Linked DNA regions of Sus scrofa: all the other regions are linked to region 2. Evidence: chromatin contacts called from public Hi-C, HiChIP or PLAC-seq and promoter capture Hi-C data. All regions are on one chromosome and are shown on one strand. The core of a region is the stretch at or near the end of the contact, and the rest is flanking DNA. Distances in the headings are between cores, read along the strand shown.

What was found. Promoter capture Hi-C pulls out the DNA fragments that hold promoters and counts their contacts. Hi-C and Micro-C count contacts between places; a contact is called where the count stands out from the background. HiChIP or PLAC-seq counts read pairs in DNA pulled down with a chosen protein or histone mark.
Region 1: a contact with region 2 is called in an H3K27ac HiChIP or PLAC-seq map of alveolar macrophages. The contact joins the promoter of PSMB10 here to the promoter of ATP6V0D1 in region 2. A contact is called at or near these places in 1 of 47 Hi-C or Micro-C datasets (liver) and 1 of 2 datasets of contacts at active chromatin or transcription factors (alveolar macrophages).
Region 3: a Hi-C map of liver shows a contact between it and region 2, with 4 times the contacts expected there. The contact joins the promoter of TSNAXIP1 here to the promoter of ATP6V0D1 in region 2. A contact is called at or near these places in 2 of 47 Hi-C or Micro-C datasets (heart right ventricle and liver) and 1 of 2 datasets of contacts at active chromatin or transcription factors (alveolar macrophages).
Region 4: a promoter capture Hi-C map of fetal liver shows a contact between it and region 2, with 2.6 times the contacts expected there. The contact joins the promoter of EDC4 here to the promoter of ATP6V0D1 in region 2. A contact is called at or near these places in 1 of 5 promoter capture datasets (fetal liver) and 1 of 2 datasets of contacts at active chromatin or transcription factors (alveolar macrophages).
Region 5: an H3K27ac HiChIP or PLAC-seq map of alveolar macrophages shows a contact between it and region 2. The contact joins the promoter of DDX28 here to the promoter of ATP6V0D1 in region 2. A contact is called at or near these places in 1 of 5 promoter capture datasets (fetal liver) and 1 of 2 datasets of contacts at active chromatin or transcription factors (alveolar macrophages).

The regions. Positions count from the first base shown.
Region 1 is chr6:28,545,354-28,548,878 of Sscrofa11.1, forward strand. It overlaps PSMB10 (proteasome subunit beta 10), which reads right to left and starts at 2,256. Exons shown (of 8, transcript NM_001044565.1): 1 at 2,103-2,256; 2 at 1,804-1,891; 3 at 1,616-1,713; 4 at 1,381-1,521; 5 at 994-1,109; 6 at 825-883; 7 at 1-4. The coding sequence starts at 2,158.
Region 2 is chr6:28,129,942-28,133,731 of Sscrofa11.1, forward strand. ATP6V0D1 (V-type proton ATPase subunit d 1) reads right to left here and starts at 2,139. Exons shown (of 8, transcript XM_003126946.4): 1 at 1,829-2,139. The coding sequence starts at 1,958. It overlaps AGRP (agouti related neuropeptide), which reads right to left and starts at 3,720. Exons shown (of 3, transcript NM_001011693.1): 1 at 3,591-3,720; 2 at 3,343-3,434; 3 at 2,743-2,925. The coding sequence starts at 3,720. The coding sequence ends at 2,743.
Region 3 is chr6:28,427,219-28,430,703 of Sscrofa11.1, forward strand. TSNAXIP1 (translin-associated factor X-interacting protein 1) reads left to right here and starts at 1,313. Exons shown (of 16, transcript XM_021094108.1): 1 at 1,313-1,787. The coding sequence starts at 1,741. RANBP10 (ran-binding protein 10) reads right to left here and starts at 1,165. Exons shown (of 14, transcript XM_003355780.5): 1 at 895-1,165; 2 at 14-125. The coding sequence starts at 1,129.
Region 4 is chr6:28,487,082-28,490,769 of Sscrofa11.1, forward strand. EDC4 (enhancer of mRNA-decapping protein 4) reads left to right here and starts at 2,346. Exons shown (of 29, transcript XM_003126926.5): 1 at 2,346-2,709. The coding sequence starts at 2,625. It overlaps NUTF2 (nuclear transport factor 2), which reads left to right. Exons shown (of 5, transcript XM_003126922.5): 5 at 164-1,926. The coding sequence ends at 277.
Region 5 is chr6:28,615,273-28,619,050 of Sscrofa11.1, forward strand. It overlaps DDX28 (probable ATP-dependent RNA helicase DDX28), which reads right to left and starts at 2,171. Exons shown (of 1, transcript XM_003355776.4): 1 at 189-2,171. The coding sequence starts at 2,042. The coding sequence ends at 420. It overlaps DUS2 (tRNA-dihydrouridine(20) synthase [NAD(P)+]-like), which reads left to right and starts at 2,078. Exons shown (of 17, transcript XM_005655778.3): 1 at 2,078-2,191.

The DNA.
Region 1 (3,525 bases), core at 1,006-3,505, 420 kb after region 2:
CCAGCTGTAACAATGCATGTGTGAAGCCCTGACGGACACTGTGGTATCACCCTTAGGCTATAGCCTGGAGATTGCTGATCTCTTCCCTGCCTACTCCACAGCCACAGCAACGGCAACGCCAAATCTGAGCCGCATCTGCAATTTATACCGCAGCTCGTGGCAACACCAGATTCTTCACCCACTGAGCAAGGCCAGGGATCGAACCCACATCTTCATGGATCCTAGTCAGGTTCGTTACCACTGAGCCATGACGGGAACTCGGGCACTGCTATTTACCATCTGCTCTCACCTTATACTCCCATCTCCACCTCAAGCTCCTCTCCCCGGGTGTCAGTTTCCCTCTCTCCAGAGACCCGGTGTTCCCAATGCCCCATCTTCACAAACTTCTCTGAGTCACACCTGTGGCTCTGGTTCCAGGGGCCTATTCACTCACCCAGTGTAGTCTTGGCCCCCAATCCCAGGCTCATTTCCTTTTTCTTTCTGGGCCTTAGGCACCTATGAAGTGACATATGCCTCTCTTTCCATCCACCTCAAAACAAGACCCAGACTCCAGACCCCACCTGTTGTTCTCTCCTCCCTTAGCTCTAAATGGTCCTCTCTGAGTTTTGACCTCTCCATGCAGTCCAAGCTTTGGCATTGACAGTGGTCTGTTGGAATTGCACTTCTCCACCCTCGCTCCACTGGCTTCTCCTCCTGTACTCAGTCATCACCTCTGAAAAGCTTTTCCTGACCTCCGGATTAGGCCAGGGTACCTCTGTGTTTCCCCAGCTCCCAAGTGCACTTCCCACCAATGCAATGCCTAGTGGGGCGCAGATGTCACTCACAGTCATGTTGGGCTGGAACCGGTCTTCTAGCACTGCCAGGGCTGCATCTTGGCCGGAGCCTGTAGACAGGAGGGGTATCTGAGGTCAGCCGCGGCCGCATGGTCGCGGGAGAAACGGGAGGCCAGGATGGTATACGTGGGATTCGTGGGGAAGGGATGGAAGGGCTCACCTAGGGCCGTGAAGGGCAGACGGCTGTAGGACCCATGGGGGTGCACGCTGTAGAGCTGGGGTCCTGTGAAGTCTATGCCGCCCACGATTAGCGACGCGCCCACATGGCCCTGGTACCTTTTCCGCAAGTGGGCGCAGTCAGCCAAACAAACCAGGACCCAGGTCCCTCCCCTCCATGGTCCTGCACCCGAGCCCCGCCCCTTCCCGTGGTCTGGAGCCCCATGACTGACATTGCTGCTTCCGGTTGCCTTCTTAACTCCTCTTAGGCTGACCTCTTCCGGTCTCCCGGCACCTCGCAGCCCTGTCCTTCCTCTTGTCCCACCTCCTATCAGCCCCACCTTCCCTGCAACTGCCCCTCCCCAGGGTCGTCTTAGCCCAGCTCCAGCACCGGAAGAGCTTCTGGCGTAACATGCGAGTGACAGTGGCCACGCGCGGCTCGCGGCCGGTGGATAGTGCGTGTAGCTCTATGTTGGATGCCGCCATCCGCGTGGTCATCTCGGCGTCCGCGGCTACTCCAGCCCCACAGCAGCTGAGGGTGAAGGGAGGGTCCATGTGGTCGGGGCTAAGGTGTGCGGAGACCAGGGACGGGGAACTAAGGGGCAGTTCTTGAGAGGAATGCTCACTAGATTTTGGGGGCGATGAAGTGGATCTTTTCGCAGCTCTTGTCCGCCACGACCGAGTCGTTAGTGGCCCGCGTATCCGCGCCCAGGATTACCCCGTCCTGGAGAAGAGGGGAGAAGCCGTTAGGTCATTGCCCACTTCCTATTCCCGGCCGCCCCTCCACGCCCCACAGTCACAACTTCTTGCTCACCTGGAATACAAGACCTGCAATGGTGGTCCCCGTCTTGAGTGCGTGAGGGACCCGGAACCCAGGGAGGGCGCGTTCCAAGGATGCATTTCTGGAACGGAGGGAAAAGTCTCAGGTTTCTTTTCTTATGGGATCCCCCTCCCCCAATCACATTCTCCAACTCCGTCCACGTTTCTCTCACTTCTCCATGTAAGCCTCGGAACCCAAGTCGTCGTCTTACTTTTAAAGATCCTGGTTCTCCCACTCCCAGAGACCCTCACTGAGGACCTAGGCAGCTGGGGACCAATCATCCCCCCACTCACCTCTGGCAGTTCTCAAAGGAAAAGCCCCCTAGGGGCTCTAGCGCTATCTTCTGCATGTCCAGGTGGGCAGGGCAGTCCAGGGGTATGGAGGTCAGAGGAGTAGGACCAGCACCAAGCAAAGAAGGCCACAGCCTTGTCCTTTGTCCTTGTCCTGCACGACTGAGCTTAACTGCTTTCGCTTTCACATTTCCTCACAGCATGATGGCTCCTTTCTGCATCCTCTTTCACTTTCACCTTCACCTCTGGTCCTATGCAGCTTGGCAAGGGTGAGATGTCCCTTGCCTGGTTCTCCATGTTGCTCCCAGGCCTCTGTCTGATACAGCAACAAATACCTCCCTTCTGGCCATTGTCCCGCCTGAGCCCTGAGCTCTGCCTACTCTGACCCCAACTCTAATTGCAAGTCCCAATGCCCCAAGCTGTCACACTGACCAAGTCTCTGATCTCATTGTTACTGGCCTGCCAACAGCATCAGCTGCCTATTGTCTTTTATTACTCTCCTTCTCCCAACTCCTGCCTATTTTGCTGCCTTAGCCTTTTCCATCAAACCTCAGACTCCAAGGCTCAATCCTTGGCCAAGGCAATGCCGATCCTTCCATCATCCCTGTTTCAGGTGCTGTTTTCTCTCTCTCAGGAACGGTGCCATGGCTGTTCATCTGGTGGCCCATACACATTCTGGGCTCTACCCATGGCCAAGCCTTTTTTCACTTCCCAAATGACCCTTGATCTATCCAGATCTTTCTCCTAATTACTGCTTATCTCAACTAGCAGTATCTCTCCCCTAGATTCTACACTGGCCTCCCTGGTTTCCCCACACTTCCTGCCCCTCATCTTCCAGCACAGGCTACACTCTACCCTGCAGAGACGGGGCTTTTTACTAGATTGGAAATCTGGTCATACTCTTTCCTATTTATTTATTTATTTATTTATTTATTCATTTATTTATTTTTGTCTTTTTGTCCTTTTTAAAATTTATTTTTTATTACTTAAATGACTTTATCACATCTGTAGTTGTATAATGATCATAACAATCTGATTTCACAGGATTTCCATCCCACACCCAAGCACATCCCCCCATCCCCCAAACTGTCTCCTCTGGAGACCATAAGTTTTTCAATGTCTGTGAGTCAGTATCTTTTCTGCAAAGAAGTTCAGTCTGTCCTTTTTTTCAGATTCCACATGTCAGTGAAAGCATTTGATGTTGGTATCTCATTGTATGGCTGACTTCACGTAGCATGATAATTTCTAGGTCCATCCATGTTGCTAAAAATGCTGGTATTTCGTTCTTTTTAATGGCTGAGTAATATTCCATTGTGTATATGTACCACATCTTCTTAATCCACTCCTCTGTTGATGGACATTTAGGTTGTTTCCATGTTTTGGCTATTGAAAATAGTGCTGCAATGAACATCGGAGTACATGTGTC
Region 2 (3,790 bases), core at 889-3,388:
ACATTAAAGATCTAGATGGTGATCCACAAGGGTGACCACGGATGAGCAGTGTTGTCAGAAGAATAACCTAATATGTTTACAGAGGATGATGGAAGATCTGATGGGAAGATGGAACCCTGTGCCCTCGGAAGCTCTGCAGGGTTGGGTGGGGGGCAGCAGCAGGAGAAAACCCTAGATAGAAACAAGTTTACCAAATGCCAGTTGGTAATCAATGATGTCCACCTTGCGATTTAAGCAAATAAAGATCTTCCCCTAGACCCAGTTAAGACTATAAAATTCCTATTAAATGCCAACTCTGTGCCAGGCCCTGCCCCGGGCAGCCTCCCTCCTTCCACTATCCTATCCTGCCACTGCGAGGATAATGAGGTTGCTGGAAAGTTCCTACAACCCAGCACACTGAAGTGCTCTCCTCTCCTTCCCCAGCTCTGCTCCTATAAAGGAGATGACAGACTTTTCTTGCAAATTTATATTAAAACCATAATATCCACAACTGTACTTTAACTTCAGTAAGTTTTTAAATTTAAAGGTATTTATTTTCATATTACTGGTCCAGTTTGCAAGGTACATAACAACCTTTTAAAAAATTGAATTCACTTTTTTTTTTTTCTTTTTGCCATTTCTTGGGCCGCTCCCGAGAAATATGGAGGTTCCCAGGCTAGGGGTCGAATTGGAGCTGTAGCTGCCGGCCTACACCACAACCACAGCAACACGCATTTCGAGCCGTGTTTGCGACCTACACCACAGCTCAGGGCAACGCCGGATCCTTAACCCACTGAGCAAGGCCAGGGATCGAACCCACAACCTCATGGTTCCTAGTCAGATTCGTTAACCACTGAGCCACGATGGGAACTCCATGAGTTCACTTCTAACCTCAATAAGTTTATGATGAGAAAATTTTCTCTAGAAGGTGAATCATCTGGCCATTCTCCCCCTCCAGCTACCAACCTGGAGGCTAGCAGTACCTCTGTTCAAGGATATCAGGTAAAAGTCAGGGATGGTAACTCACAGCTCAGCCACTGTGCCCTTCACTACACGTGGGGGAGGGGAATGAAGCAAAGACTGGAATCAGGAACATACCCAGTTCAGTAAATGTGATTCTGTGATTCAGGGATTCAATCCCACTGTGGAACTTTGTGTTCTGAGAAGAAAGGATACCACTCCTGTACTTAGGAATCTTGTCCCAAAAGGTATCTTCGTAGAGGGGGTGAGAATTATTGTCAAATACGTATGTATGAACTTCCAGACTTTCAGGGCTCTCCCAAACATTGCCTTCAGGAGACTGCTCGATGGGAGGAAATTCTCGCTAAGCTGGCTCAGCAATTCCCCAGAAAGGCTCAGTCCCAGGCCAAAGGGAAGACACAATGATCCCAAAGGCCTTGGTGTATGTGTTGGGAGGGAAAGCAGGGGACTTTTCAACTTAGATTCCCCAAGCATTGCCACTAGACAGCTCTCTGGCTACGTCAAAGTAAAGAGGTTTGTATGAGCACATCCCGCATGAAGCAACCACTCCCGAGTGACCCTCTTCCAAACTACAACGCCGGAATAACAGGTTAAGAGGTGGCCCCAGAGGAAACGAACCACTGAAGTTCTTAATGCCGCGTTTGCGTTTAGGCCCACACTGAGCTGCAACTGGAAGTAGATTCCTTTCCGAAACACCCGCCATCACTCCCGGCTTCCCAGTGAGGCCTCTCAGGCCCGGATCCGGTTCCCCGACCTCTCCAGCGCCTTCGAGAACCCCCAGCTTCGCCTCCCACACCTAGGCACCTTCAGGCCGGGGCCCGCCTCCCTGCAGGCCTTTTCGGGCCCGCAGCCCAGCCCCGCGGCTCACCCTCGAGCGTCTCGCACTGCACCAGATTAAGGTAGTCCGCCTGGCTGAGCACTCCGGCCTTCAGGCCGCGCACAAGCCCCTCCAAATAGCCATTGTCCACGTTGAAGTAAAGCTCCGGGAAGAACGACATGGCTGCGTCTGGGGCGGCGGGACCAGAGGACCCGGACCGGACCGGCCGGCACGCAGCACAACTCCAAGATCAGCTGACGCGGCGCCAGCAGTGGACTGTCAAGCTCATCAGGTGACCATAAGGAGGCGGGGCTCTAAGCAGCACCCGATTTCCGGGTGGTTTCGCACGGAACTTCTGCGCAGCCGTGGGCTGGGGGGCCGCCCTCTGGCGCCTGCTCATTGAGGAGCTCTGGCGGGAGCGACTTAAAATGTCCGAGACTAGCCGCGTGGTGGCGCCCGTGGACGCGGGGGCTTGCACTTTATAGTTTCCGAGTCCGGAGCACCTGGTACTGTGGGGGCCCCTTATGCTTGGAAATATTCAGACTGGTGAATTAACCTTCCCCTGAGGGGAACTGGGAAGGGTGGGATTTGCTGGGGGTCACGCGTCGAGTTATCCTTAAGCGGGCCCTGGATCCTAATGGTTTGTTAGCCAGCGGGGAGCGACAGACCCTTTGCAGCGCTGCGACTCTTTCCCCCGCATTTATTATATAAGCTTCTTCTAGGGTTGGAGCACGGTCCTCCTCTGCTTCTCCCAACCGCTCCTGGCACTCTTAAGAGTGTAAGTGACTCATGTTGGAATAGCGCAGGCCCTGGAGTAGGGATGTGTCTGTGGTTTCTTGGCTTAGAGGCACCTTCGCCCCTAACGACCGTCACATTCAAAATAACGCCACAACCCTGGGGTTGGTCCCATACTTTATTGGCGCCCGCCTACCCCCACCCCGACCCCGACGACATTGGCTGGCCAGCTAGGTGCGGCTGCAGGGGTTCGTGGCAGTACCCAGCTTGCGGCAGTAGCAGAAGGCGTTGAAGAAACGGCAGTAGCATGTAGCACATGGGTCGCAGCATGGTACCTGGTGTCCCAGACAGGATTCGTGCAGCCTTACGCAGCGACGTGGGGAGCGTGCCTTGCGTCCTTCAGGATCTAGCACCTACAAGGGTTGGGAAACAAGGACTTCCAAAAGCACATTCATGGAATGCGCCAGATCAAGGCAGGATGGAAGTGGAGCGTGAACGGGATGGTCTGCAGTGTCGCCCCGGGTGAGGGGGTCAGGAAGTGCAGGTAGAGGTGTTTTGTATGTTTGTTTTTCCATTTTTGGTCACCCCAGAGCATATGGAGCTTCCGGTCAGAGATCAGCTCCAAGCCACAGTCTCAGCCTAAGCTGAAGGGATGGCAAGGCCAGATCCTTAACCCACTTGTGCTGGCCGGGGATGAAACCACGTCCCAGCGCTCCCAAGACACCGCCAATCCCGTTGTACCACAGTGGCAACTCCAAGCACAGATAGAGGTTGATGCTTGACACACCCACTCAAGACTTGTGGCCTCAGCCCTTTCCCTGAGCTGTTACCTCTGCCAAGGCCTTGGCCTCGGCCTGCTGCAGCAGAGCCTCTTCTGCCCGTTCTGCAGTTGTCCTCTTCAGTGGGGGCTGCAGGCCTAGATCTGGGACAGATGATGTGAGGGCAGAACCACCCATGCACAAAACACCCACCTCCCAGGCCTGGGATTGGGAAGGGGAAGAAAGGGCTCATACAAGCAGAATACTTTGTGGCCAGAGGATGTCCAAGCCCCACCCAACCCACTCCTGCCCGCACTGACCTTGGAGTTCTGGGAACAAGGCTTGGTCAAGCCTTCCGATACCCTCCAGGGGGGCCAAGCCTATCTGGGCCCCCAGCATGGTGGGCATTGCCAGCAGTAGGGCACAGCTCAGCAACATTGTGGTCAGCATAGCCTGGCTCAACAGGAGAATGTGCCACTTAGTCCCTCTTCATCCTTGGAGCACTCTCTAGGTGCCCTAC
Region 3 (3,485 bases), core at 63-2,562, 300 kb after region 2:
GTATTGGGCTTACCCATCTCTTCCTTTGCTGACAATCTTCACCTCAAAGTAATAAATGCCACAGGCAGCAGGTATGGGGTGGGTGGCGCGCACTGAGGCTGCATCTTTGTGATTTTTGCCATGACCTAGTAAGAGAGGACAAAGAAATTTCAGCAAAAGGAAATGCAAATGGAAGACTCATTCTTCTCTGCTCCACAGCAACTTCACCCCTCATAGCCAGAGGAAGCCCTTTCCTGGTCCAAGGTGTAATTAGACAACAACTGAGCAAACACACAAACCTCCCACCTCATCCTCAGAACAGTAGCACTGTCTGAGACACTGTCTCCATACAAACCACAGGAGGCATATGCAAGGTGGGTGACAAGTGAGAGATTCCCTCGTGCTGCTGCCAGACTCTCCAGAATACAAGCAGCCAAGCAGCCCACTTAGGAGACTAAGGGAGGAAGAGGCAGCCCTGGAAGATGGCCCCACAACTTTAGCACAGAACCGTAGGCAGTGTCTGAGATGTCCAGCAGGTAAGCAAGCTCATGCACCTCTGGCTAATAGAGAGGATGAGACCACTAATGTCTACAGAGACGTTTAAAGCTAAGCAGTGGTGAAGGGCCCAGGGAGAGTTCCAACTACCACAGGACAGGCAAGAAGGCCTTGGGTGCAATGTCCAACCCAGCACTGGGTTTGGACACCTGTTGAGGTTCTCCTGACATCCGAAGTCTCACGGCAGAGTAGGCTAAGCAGCCAATCCTCGGTCTGGTCAGCCCACCACCCAAACACCCAACAGGAGCTAAGGCCTAATCCGGAGCTTGGGGAAAGGAAGTGATGAAGCAGGGGCTGGACAGCACAGCCACCCTGCTGACGCTCTGGCCTTTTACCCCCCGCGGCCAAACAGGCCGATACCTTTGTAGTGGACGCGGAGGTTGCCCTGGGAGAGGCCGATATAGTTGTACTTGTCCTTGGGGCTCCAGGAGCGCGGCAGCGGCGTCTCATGCTGGTTGACCGCGGGATACAGGCGCTGCAGGCGCCGGCTCAGTTCCTGCTCCCCCGGAGACGGCAGCCCGCCCCCAGCGCCCCCGCCGGAGGAGTCTCCAACCTGCGGGCTCCCAGCTCCCGGATCCGCCGTCGCCGCCGCCATCTTGGAGGGAGCTGCTATTGTGTCACTGGGGGCGGGGAAGAACAGGACTAGATCCGCCCCGCTCAGCCAATGGCCGGAGAGCAAACCCGGGCCGCAGGGAAATCGAGTCCGAGTTAGGTACCTCTCTTTGCATACTGCCACGCCCTGCCATATTTCGGACTTCATTTCCCAGAATGCAGAGCTCTCCATAGGGAGGCTAGCTCGGGCTGGTAAAGAACTTTGGGAGATGTAGTACAAACCGACTCAGTCATAAGCCTGCTTAGCCAAGCTATTAGGACACCAAAAACTACAGTTCCCGCTGGCAACGCGATTCTGGCCTCTCACTTCGCCTCCCTCACCCATGGCCTCTGTTTATCCTCCTGCCTCAATTCTGGTCGCTAGAGTCATATCTGCTGTAGTGACAGACTCTGAGAAGACCCTATTCCCAAGTCTGACCCCATCTTGGCTACTTGGCCTTCCTCCTAGCCCGCGGGCTCTGGGCTGGGGGCAAGACACAACCTTGACCCCGCCCCCGCCGCTGGGCTGCTGGGAACTGGTCGCCATGGCGACGAGCTGTACACTAGCACGGCTTTCCAGTTCGCGAGTGCTGGCTGCACGGCTGCCCTAGGGTCATGGCCTCCTCCAAACCGCAGTGCCCCAGCTTGGCGACCACGTCGAGGTAAGCGCTGGCAGGGCTGAGGGCGGAGAAGAGGGCTTTACTACTTCCAGAAAAAGAAATAAATGGTACCTGATTCGGACCTCTCTCCGTTGGTCTGGGGCTCCAACCGCACAGGATAGGTGATGAAGAAACAGAATCTCAGATGACTCCTCAGCTCAGGGAGGCCGTTACATTCTTGTAAAAGGGCAGGCATACTTTATCATTAGTAACAGCCATCTTGTTTGTATTGAGCGTGCCAAGTTTTTTTGTTTGTTTGTTTGTTTGTGTTTTTTTATCTTTTTAGGGCCGCACCAGCGGCGTATGGAAATAACCAAGCTAGGGGTCGAATGGGAGCTGCAGCTGCCGGCCTATATCACAGCCACAGCAACACTAGATCCGAGCCACGTCTGGGACCTGCACCTCAGGTCAGGACAACACAAGATCCTTAACCCACTGAACAAGGCCAGGGATGGAACCCGCATCCTCACGTATCTTCTGTCCGGTTCTTAATGCGCTGAGCCACAGCCGGAATTGTGCCATGCTCTTTACATAGCACAATTAACCCTCACAACAACTCTATGAATTAGTAATATCACCATTTTACAAATAGAGAAATAGAAGTCTAGAGAGATCATGAGTTTTACACCTGTTTATAAATGACTGAGCTAGGATTCAAACCCAGCCAGGCATGTGTGATTCCTGAAACTGAGCGCTTAGCCACAAGGTTAACAGCCTCTGCACCCACTGGTTTATGACAAAGAAGCATCACTAAGCAGCCTAGAAACATCCCGAGGCCTCCTGCTAGCTCCTGCCTGTATTCAGGGTGCAGCCTCTGGACACTGAAAATAAGATAACAAGCTCCGTTAGCCAGGAAAGTCACAAAGCATATATTTAAAACAAAAAATTTTGGAGTTCCCATCGTGGCTCAGTGGAAAGAAATCCAACTAGGAACCACGAGGTGGCAGGATCAATCCCTGGCCTTGCTCAGTGGTTAAGGATCCAGCTTTTTGGTGAGCTGTGGTATCGGTCATAGATGTGGCTCGGATCTGGTGTTGCTGTGGCTGTTGTGTAGGCCAGCAGCTATAGCTCCAATTAGACCCCTAGCCTGGGAACCTCCATATGCCGCAAGTGCAGCCCTAAAAAGCAAAAAACAGGGCAAATACCTTTCTAGCTCTAGAGAAGGCCCTTAAGTTCTGGGCCTCTGTTTCCATATCTCAAATATGGGAATGATACAGCCCACCTTACATTTTCAGGAAAATTTAGGCAGCGTGTATGAAGCTCTCATGACAGATCTTGCACATATTAAGCCTTCGGTGTTTAATGAGTGTATTTTCTCACTTCTACTCATTCCTAATGAAAAAACCTGATCGCACCTAAACTCTAATCCCCCAGGGTATGTGCTACCTTGGCAGAGAAAACTTACAAAAGTTAGGAAATTAAATGCCAATTTGATTATTCTATCCAGAGCTAAAATGAATCTACAAAAACCAGACAGTAGGCATGTGAAAAGGTGTTTTTACCCAACACAGGAAAGATTTAGGAAATGCAGTCATATTTGAAAGGGATATGAAATAGACTCAGAAAGGGAATCCCCATGTATTTTTAAAAGGAAGCATAATGTAATTGCTGAGGCTGAATTTGGTAGCCATACAAAACATCATTCCTACCCATATTCTTTTCTTTTTTTGGCCATGCCTGTGGCATTTGGAAGTTCCTGGG
Region 4 (3,688 bases), core at 1,096-3,595, 360 kb after region 2:
TTGCATTTTCTCTTCCCCCTCTCAAGGCCTGTTGACTTCAAACTTCTCCTAGGATTTGAGTCCAAGACAGTAGGGCCTGATCCCAAAATCAGCATTTCCCTCCCACTGAATACCCTTCCTAGTCCTTGGCCACCTTACTGAACCATTTTCTCTCTCCTCACAGGCTGACGAAGACCCCATCATGGGGTTCCACCAGATGTTCCTATTAAAGAACATCAATGATGCTTGGGTTTGCACCAATGACATGTTCAGGCTTGCCCTGCACAACTTTGGCTGACCTCCTCCCAGCCAGGCACTCATGCTGTTTCCTTCTCCCTCCTCTTCCCAATACTATTCACACTCCTCCAGATGCTCCAAATATCATACACAAATGAGCAGGGCCACGGTGGGAGTGGGCGCAGTGCGCTGCTGCTACCACCGAGGTATTGTGCATGATGTTTGGACACTAGGCTAGTTGCATCTGACAGGAGAAGTTTGTGTTGTACCAGCGCATGCCTTGGAAAGACTTAAGTAATGCAAAAGGTTGTCTTTTTTTTTTTTTTAAATCTACTGACAAGTTGCTCTAGTAACCCAAAGAAGTGAAGGAAAAAGCAGCTGCCTCACCGCCCAGATATTGATTTGTTCAGATGTTTCAATGCCTCATGATACAATAAAACCACGAAAATTTTCTTAACAGTTTAAATTGTTTTAATTAGTTTAACAGTTGGCTGGCCATCAATAACTACCCTGCCGCATTGGCTCTCTCATGTCTTACTGTCCCACCTCTGCCCCAACTCAGCAATACCTGTTGCAAGGAGAAAACACTGACTTCTCTCAGAAGTCCTGAAGGCACGGTGTTACCTCCAGGGCCCACCTGGTCTTGGGAAAGTGAGCTGCAGACTGGGAGAGCTCAGGTCTGGCCTGAAGCTTCCCTTGTAGTGAAGCCTCTGCAGTCAGTTTTGACACCTCCTTTGACCTCTCTACTGGGTCTCATCAGGGCCCTAATGATGGGTGAAATGACCCAGAATCCCACTGGCCCATTAGGTTCAGTCCCTTTCGACTGAGGGCTCAGCAAGACCAAGTGAGCAGAGGTTTGAGGGATGAGGGGCCTGTTTTATCTACAGAAGAGTCAGGATCACATCTAGTGTGCCCCATAAATCCCAGGCCAAGCAGAGGGCAGCCTAGATGCTGTACCAGCTGCTTTGGATATCATTGCCCAAAGGGGAGTGCCTTGAATAGCCAGCCTCCAATGCCCACAGATCCAGGCCTAGTTGAGTTGGAGTATAGATTTAGAGCTGTAAAAGAACGCAATCTGAGTTTGAGTGATTCAGGTTCTAGGATTTCTCACCTCTGAGACCTCTGCAAGGCATCTCTAGGCCTCTTCCTAGTCCTTCCCTTACCACACACCCACCCACCCCTTCACATTATCTTCAAATCCCAAGAAATCTCTAATACTGAGGCAGTTTCTGCTCCTCAGTTTGGGGAACAGGACTTGCCTAATACAAATCTGGCCCTTTAGCCCTGAGGCCTTGGTGGTGTAAAACTGGTAGCAGGGTAGCAACCACAGGCTAGGACCAATCCAAGGACTTGGGCTGGTGTCCTGTAGGGGTTTTAGGATTGGTGAGGGCACCACAGCTTTGCTTGACCTTGAACACCACCTCCCTCCCTCCTGCACTCTGGATGGAAGCCAAGGACTTAACTCAGACCCCCACTTGTTGCCTGGCTACCCTGGGCACAGAGCTGGATGGTGTGCTGTTTGGAAAGACAGCATACTCAGGAGATTTCAGTGAGACGGATTTCTAGGCTGCTGTGTTATTTGGGGGGTGGAGGAGGTTGGGGAGAGGCAGAAACCTGCTGCCTCTTAAACCACCCTGTATAAAATCGGCAATACAGCTTCTTCCATGTACCTGTGCCTGAAATGTCTGCAATAAAGAGGTGTTTATATTACTATGGTTTACTTTCTTTTTGCCCAAGGGTGCCAAGACATGCAGGGGGATGCTGGGGGACATTAAGGAGTGATGTGATGTTTGTGGAGACAATCTCCCCTGCCCATGCAATTCCTGGGTCCAGGATTTCTCAGATCCCGTCAGGCCTTGGGTTACAACCACACGCTTCCTGAAGGGGAAACCGAGGCTTCTGTCAATCCAACTTGTTCCTGGGGCATCTGAGTGATTCACCTTGGCAACCGAATTGACTTGGTCCTAGGCCCATAGGGAGTGGATTTGGACCAGGTGGGATATCCTGAGGCGATCAGAGCTTTGGGCGGTCCGGTAGCTGGACATTTTGCTCTCCTTCAGCCCTGCGGAACTCCTCCCCCTCACCCCGACCCTATTAGTCCCGGGGCGGGACCGCGGTAGGGACGGGCTTCAGGAGGGTGCGTGGCGGCCACCCCCAGCCCGGAACCTTTCTTCTCCGCCCAGGGCAGGTTCCGGGAGCCGAAGCTCGGGCGGGCCGGAAGTGGAGGCGGTTGGTGGGGTTGGCGGGGCTCAGGGACGCGGCGCGGGCGGCGGTTTGCGAGCTTCAGGTGGACGGAGTGTGGTGACTGGCGTCCCACTGTCTGGCCCTGGCTGGGTTGTGCGCCCCTGGACGGTGCGCGGCGTCGGCGGAACGAACGCGGTGCGGACCGGGCGTCCGCGGCTGGGCCCATGGCCTCCTCCTGCGCGAGCATCGACATCGAGGACGCCACGCAGCACCTGCGGGACATCCTCAAGCTGGACCGGCCCGCGGGGGGTGAGCTGGGAGAGTGGGGGTGGGCCCTCGGCGACCAAGCAGAAGGGCGGCGCGAGCCTCGACCACCTTCATGGCCCAAGGGTCCTTGAGGACCGGCTCTTCATCCTTTCTGCCGGCGAGGGCGACGAGGGTGGGAGCGGCACATCCCTGAGCGTGCTTCCCAAAGGGCGCAGACCCCCGTGTGCAATCCTTCCCTGTCCCGGAGTCCGGCCGTTCTGCCTCGTCCTTCAGCGTTTTGGCTGAAAGTGAGGCCCCTTCTCTGAATCCGCAGAGCCCCTTAGGTCTCCTGGCCCCAGGGTCTCTAGTGTTCTTGGGACTGGTCCGGGTTTCCTACCCTTTTTGCCCTAGTTCAGACGCTTAGTCTGGGCTCTGTATGCCAAATTCTGGGTCTAGATTTAGGCGCTTATGCTGAGGAGCCGCTGATCCCCCTCTGCACCTTGCCCTTCCTTCTTGAACAGACTCCAGGCCTGAAACCCATTTTCAGGAGGAAGGTGACCAACCCCAGTTCTGTGTCCTCTCTGGCGTTAAGATATATCACCGAGCTCACAATCCTGATTGGATTAGGCTACAAAGATCTGCAAGCCCCAGTTTATTTCCATTCATTTAAACTTTGCAGTGGTGCTTCACAGCTGCTCCTGCCCTCAGTGAGCCCCCTGGACACAAGAGCTAATGAGGTGTAATATAATGCTCTTGTCTCTGAAAGAAGGGTTTTGGGACTGTGATGGGGAGACGGTAGGTGGAGAGGGGGCTGGAAAGTGCCTAAGAACAGATCTGAGAGAGGAGACAATGTTTAGGCTAAGTCTTGCATCTTGGACAGAGGCTTGGATGTCAGAAAAAACATTCTACAAAGAGGAAATGACACGTGTGACTACCAAAGTTGCCTGGCAGGTTCAGGGGCCTGTGAAAAGCTGTAGTGGTCGAGAAACTGGTAGGTGATGGTGATGTGGATGGGCAGTGGCCAGAGCTGAGAATTGGTGTG
Region 5 (3,778 bases), core at 921-3,420, 490 kb after region 2:
CTTAATGGTTTAGTGGATGTTTTGGGGGCAGGAAATAAAATCTAAACTAAAACATCAATTCAAAGAACCTTTATCTTAGGGGTGGAGGTTTGGAGTGTAAATCTTCTCAGAATACAACAAATTCTGCCCCAGTGGAAACTATCACCAAGGGATGCCTACAAAAACATCACTATTGTTAGAAATCATGATGTAATACAAAGCCAAAATCGACTTTATTTTTCACATGAAAGACCACAGACAGCCACGCTCAGCAGTTCACCTTTCAGTGCTGGCCAGGAGCTTTATCTTCTGAAGCCAGAGAGCAGCCCAGGCCTTCAGGAAGGGGAGCAGGCTGTCCAGAGCGATGACTAGTGTGCTCACCTACCCAACACACACAGGTAAAGATCCCTGTTTTGGCATCATACTAAAGCCGGCTGTAATCAGGTTTGCTGAGGCAAAGGCTCTCTCACTGAGGACCCTAGTCCTGGAAGGCTTCTCCTCCGGCGGGCTGCCAGCTCAATCTTCTGAACCAGGCTCACATCCCAAGGGTGGGTCACAAAGCTGATGACAGTGCCTGGCACCTTGCTTCCCACACGGCCCACCCTCCCTGCTCTGTGGATGTAGTCTTGCAGGGTAAGAGGGAAATCATAATTGATAACTAGCTCCACCTGGGTGCTGTCCAGGCCCCGAGAGGCGATGTCTGTGCAGAGAAGTATGTCTTGGGAGCCCCTCTGGAAGGACTGGAAGATACCTGCCCTCATTGAGGCTGGCATTTGTCCCTGAAGTCTTAAGTGTTGGATTTTGTGGTCATCCAGAATATATCCCAACCAGTTCACAGTACTGGAGCTATTACAGAACACCAGAACAGTTCCTGCGGACCCAGTCCTATATGCTCTGTCATGCTGCTTGAGGATCTGCACCAACTCAGTCACCTTCTCTGCCCCCTTCAGCCTCATGAATGTCTGTTTGACATGAGGCATGATGCAGTGGAGCTTGGAACTGGTGATGGTGGTTAGAGAGTCTAAGCAGGCAGCTTTACTCAGCAGCTGGCTTACACCTTCAGGAAATGTGGCCCCTACCAGCACTAACTGAGCTTTGGGATTGAAGGGGTCTTTTAAGTCAGCTGGGCCTTCTGCTATGTGGCTCTTCTCCAAGATGTAGTCCACCAGTTCCAGAAAGCTTTCATCCAATAGTGTGTCTGCCTCATCCAACACCAAGAAGGAGAGCTGCTCCAGGCTGATCAGCTGACTTTTCAGGCCCTTCCACAGAGCCCCCGGAGTGGCCACTAGTACATCTGCTGGAGGCTGTTTGGATAGTTGCAGTCTGATCCTACTCATGCCATGGCCTCCCCCTAACTCCCGCACCTGGAGGCCCAAGGAGCTGCCCAAGGGCTGGGCCACGGCCCGTACCTGTTCAGCTAATTCTCGAGAAGGCACAAGAACCAGGCCTCGAGGAGCAGGGATACGACAGGAGTCCAGGCTTGGCTGGCCCAAGAGCCGCTGAAGCAGAGGTAGCATGTAGCCAAGAGTCTTGCCACTGCCGGTCTCCGCAGCGCAGAGGATGTGGCGGCCACCAAGTAGAGGGGGAATGGTACTTGACTGAACGGTTGTGGGCCGAACGACTTCGGGAGCAGCCTCTTGCAGTGCGCTCAGCACGCGGGGCTCCAGACCCAGATCGGCAAAGCTGTCCTTGGACGAGAGGTTCCGCAACGCTGGGGCCTCCTGTTGCTTGCGCTCGATTGAGAAGTGGTCCTGGCGGGCGCGCCGATTCTTCCAGCCACGTGAAGCGAGTGGTGCGGGCTCCCAACGGCCCAGCGTGAGACGCGCGGGCTGGTTCAACTCCGGCCGCCGCGCCGAGATCAGCAGCTGGCCAGGTCTCACCAAGACCGGCCGCGGGGGGCCCTGCTGCCCCCTCTGCCGCTGTTCCTGACGCCGTTGTAGAGCCCGCGGAATGCGCACCACTGGCAGGGGCTCGTCGGGACCGCGGACCGTTAGATCCCGTCGAGGCGCCAGATGCAACCGAGTCACGAGCGATAACAGCCGAAGCTGACGTGCTAGAGCCATGGTCCCCGTGTTGCCGGAGAGGCGCAATGCAGTGACGTCACAGATGCGCCAAGGCTTTGAGGACGGTGGCTGACGCGGCTCAGTAAAGCGTGCGGAATAGGCGAACTGTGAGGAGCGAGGAAAGATCTGTAGAGTTCAGCAGCTGTAAGGTCTGTAGGCCCAAACCGGGGGTGGTGACGTCCGGGCTCGGGCCAACCGTGGGGAGAGGTGCACGATTGAGGCAGTACTGGGGTTCGGCGTTACGAGGCGATGAGGTCCTGGCATTACGAACCAGGAGGGCGGAGGACTTCTGGCGGTATGATGTCCGATCCCTGCGATTCTTCTCTGTCGCCTTCAGAGCTCCTGTGATATCTTGTCCAGTTATGGTCTCCCTTCTGTAAACTCCTAGGGTGCGGCGATGTTTTCCCAGATGTGGTCTCCGTGTAAGGTCTTTTAATACAAGTAGTTAGTGAGAGTTTGAATGAATGATCAGGCCAGGGGACCTAGATTAACTCTTTTCCACCAGGCCCTTGGAGAGCTGAGGGCCCAGAGAGCAATCTGATGGCCTTCAGAGTATCCTCTCTTCAGTCTTTATTTCAAGAGAACTCATTTCTTCATACTTTTCCCCTTCCTCTTCAGCGGTGGTTCACTCTCCACTCCTTTGTCACCCTTTCCAACTTCTCATCAAGAACCCACTACTTCTTCAGTTAGCTCGCTCACCTCCACTGGCTTCCCACTCACCTTACCTAAATTACTTGACTAGTAGTGAACCATGTACTGCTACCAGTATGTGGTTTGTCTCACAAAGCCATGGTCAGACAAAATATTTTACTTAAATTTAGTTGTTCAGGTTGCAAAAAAGCCCTACACTGTTGGTACTTGAACAGATCCAGAAAATGGGTGTCTGATCATTTCTGTAGTCTTCAGTGCCTGGGGTAAAAAGATAAGGTAAATGTAGATAAAGCATCTGGGTGGTTCCTAACTTCTGGAGAATGAGTTGTAGTATCATCAAATACCATTATAAATACTATTAAATTTCAGATAGCGTTTTGACGCACAATTAAATTTTCTGGAGAGTTACCTGTTAAACCAGCAGAGGAGAAGTTTTGGGTGAACAAGATCATTGGATAGAGCAGTGGCTCTTGACTGAGGGTAATTTTGCCCCCACCTTTCCCCTAAGACATTTGATAATGGCTGGAGACATTTTTGTCACATCTGGGGAGGTGCTATAGGCTCTTCCTTTGGATAGAGTCCAGGATGCTGCTAAATAATGATCAGGACAGCTCCTTCCAAAAAAAGAATTATCTGGCTCAAAATGTCAATAGCGTGCTGTTGAGAAACTTTGGGTAGAGGATGAGGACTGAAGAGAGGCTGAGGTTACCACATGTGCTTTCATTTCAGGTAGTGACATTTGCCAGACTCTTGTGTGGTCCTGCTCATTCTGTAGCAGGCATATTTATGCTGTTGCTTATCATGGCTTTGGGATCAGGAAACCTCAGGAAGGCCCTGCAAGTCATAAACACAGGAAGGAGTGATTCAAGAGGGTGATGCTGGAGAAGAGAACTTTAGGGAGAGTTGTCCTCATGTGTTTGGGGAATGTGCCGGATGGCAAAGAGATGAGGTATGCTGTGGGGATGTACCATTCTAAAAAAGCAGACTGGGTCTGATGCGTGACAGGGAGTCAGATTCTGAAAGATGGCTGTAGCAACTAAAATTGTGCAAATCTGTCTTGAGAGTGCTGGGGTTTTCTGTCATTG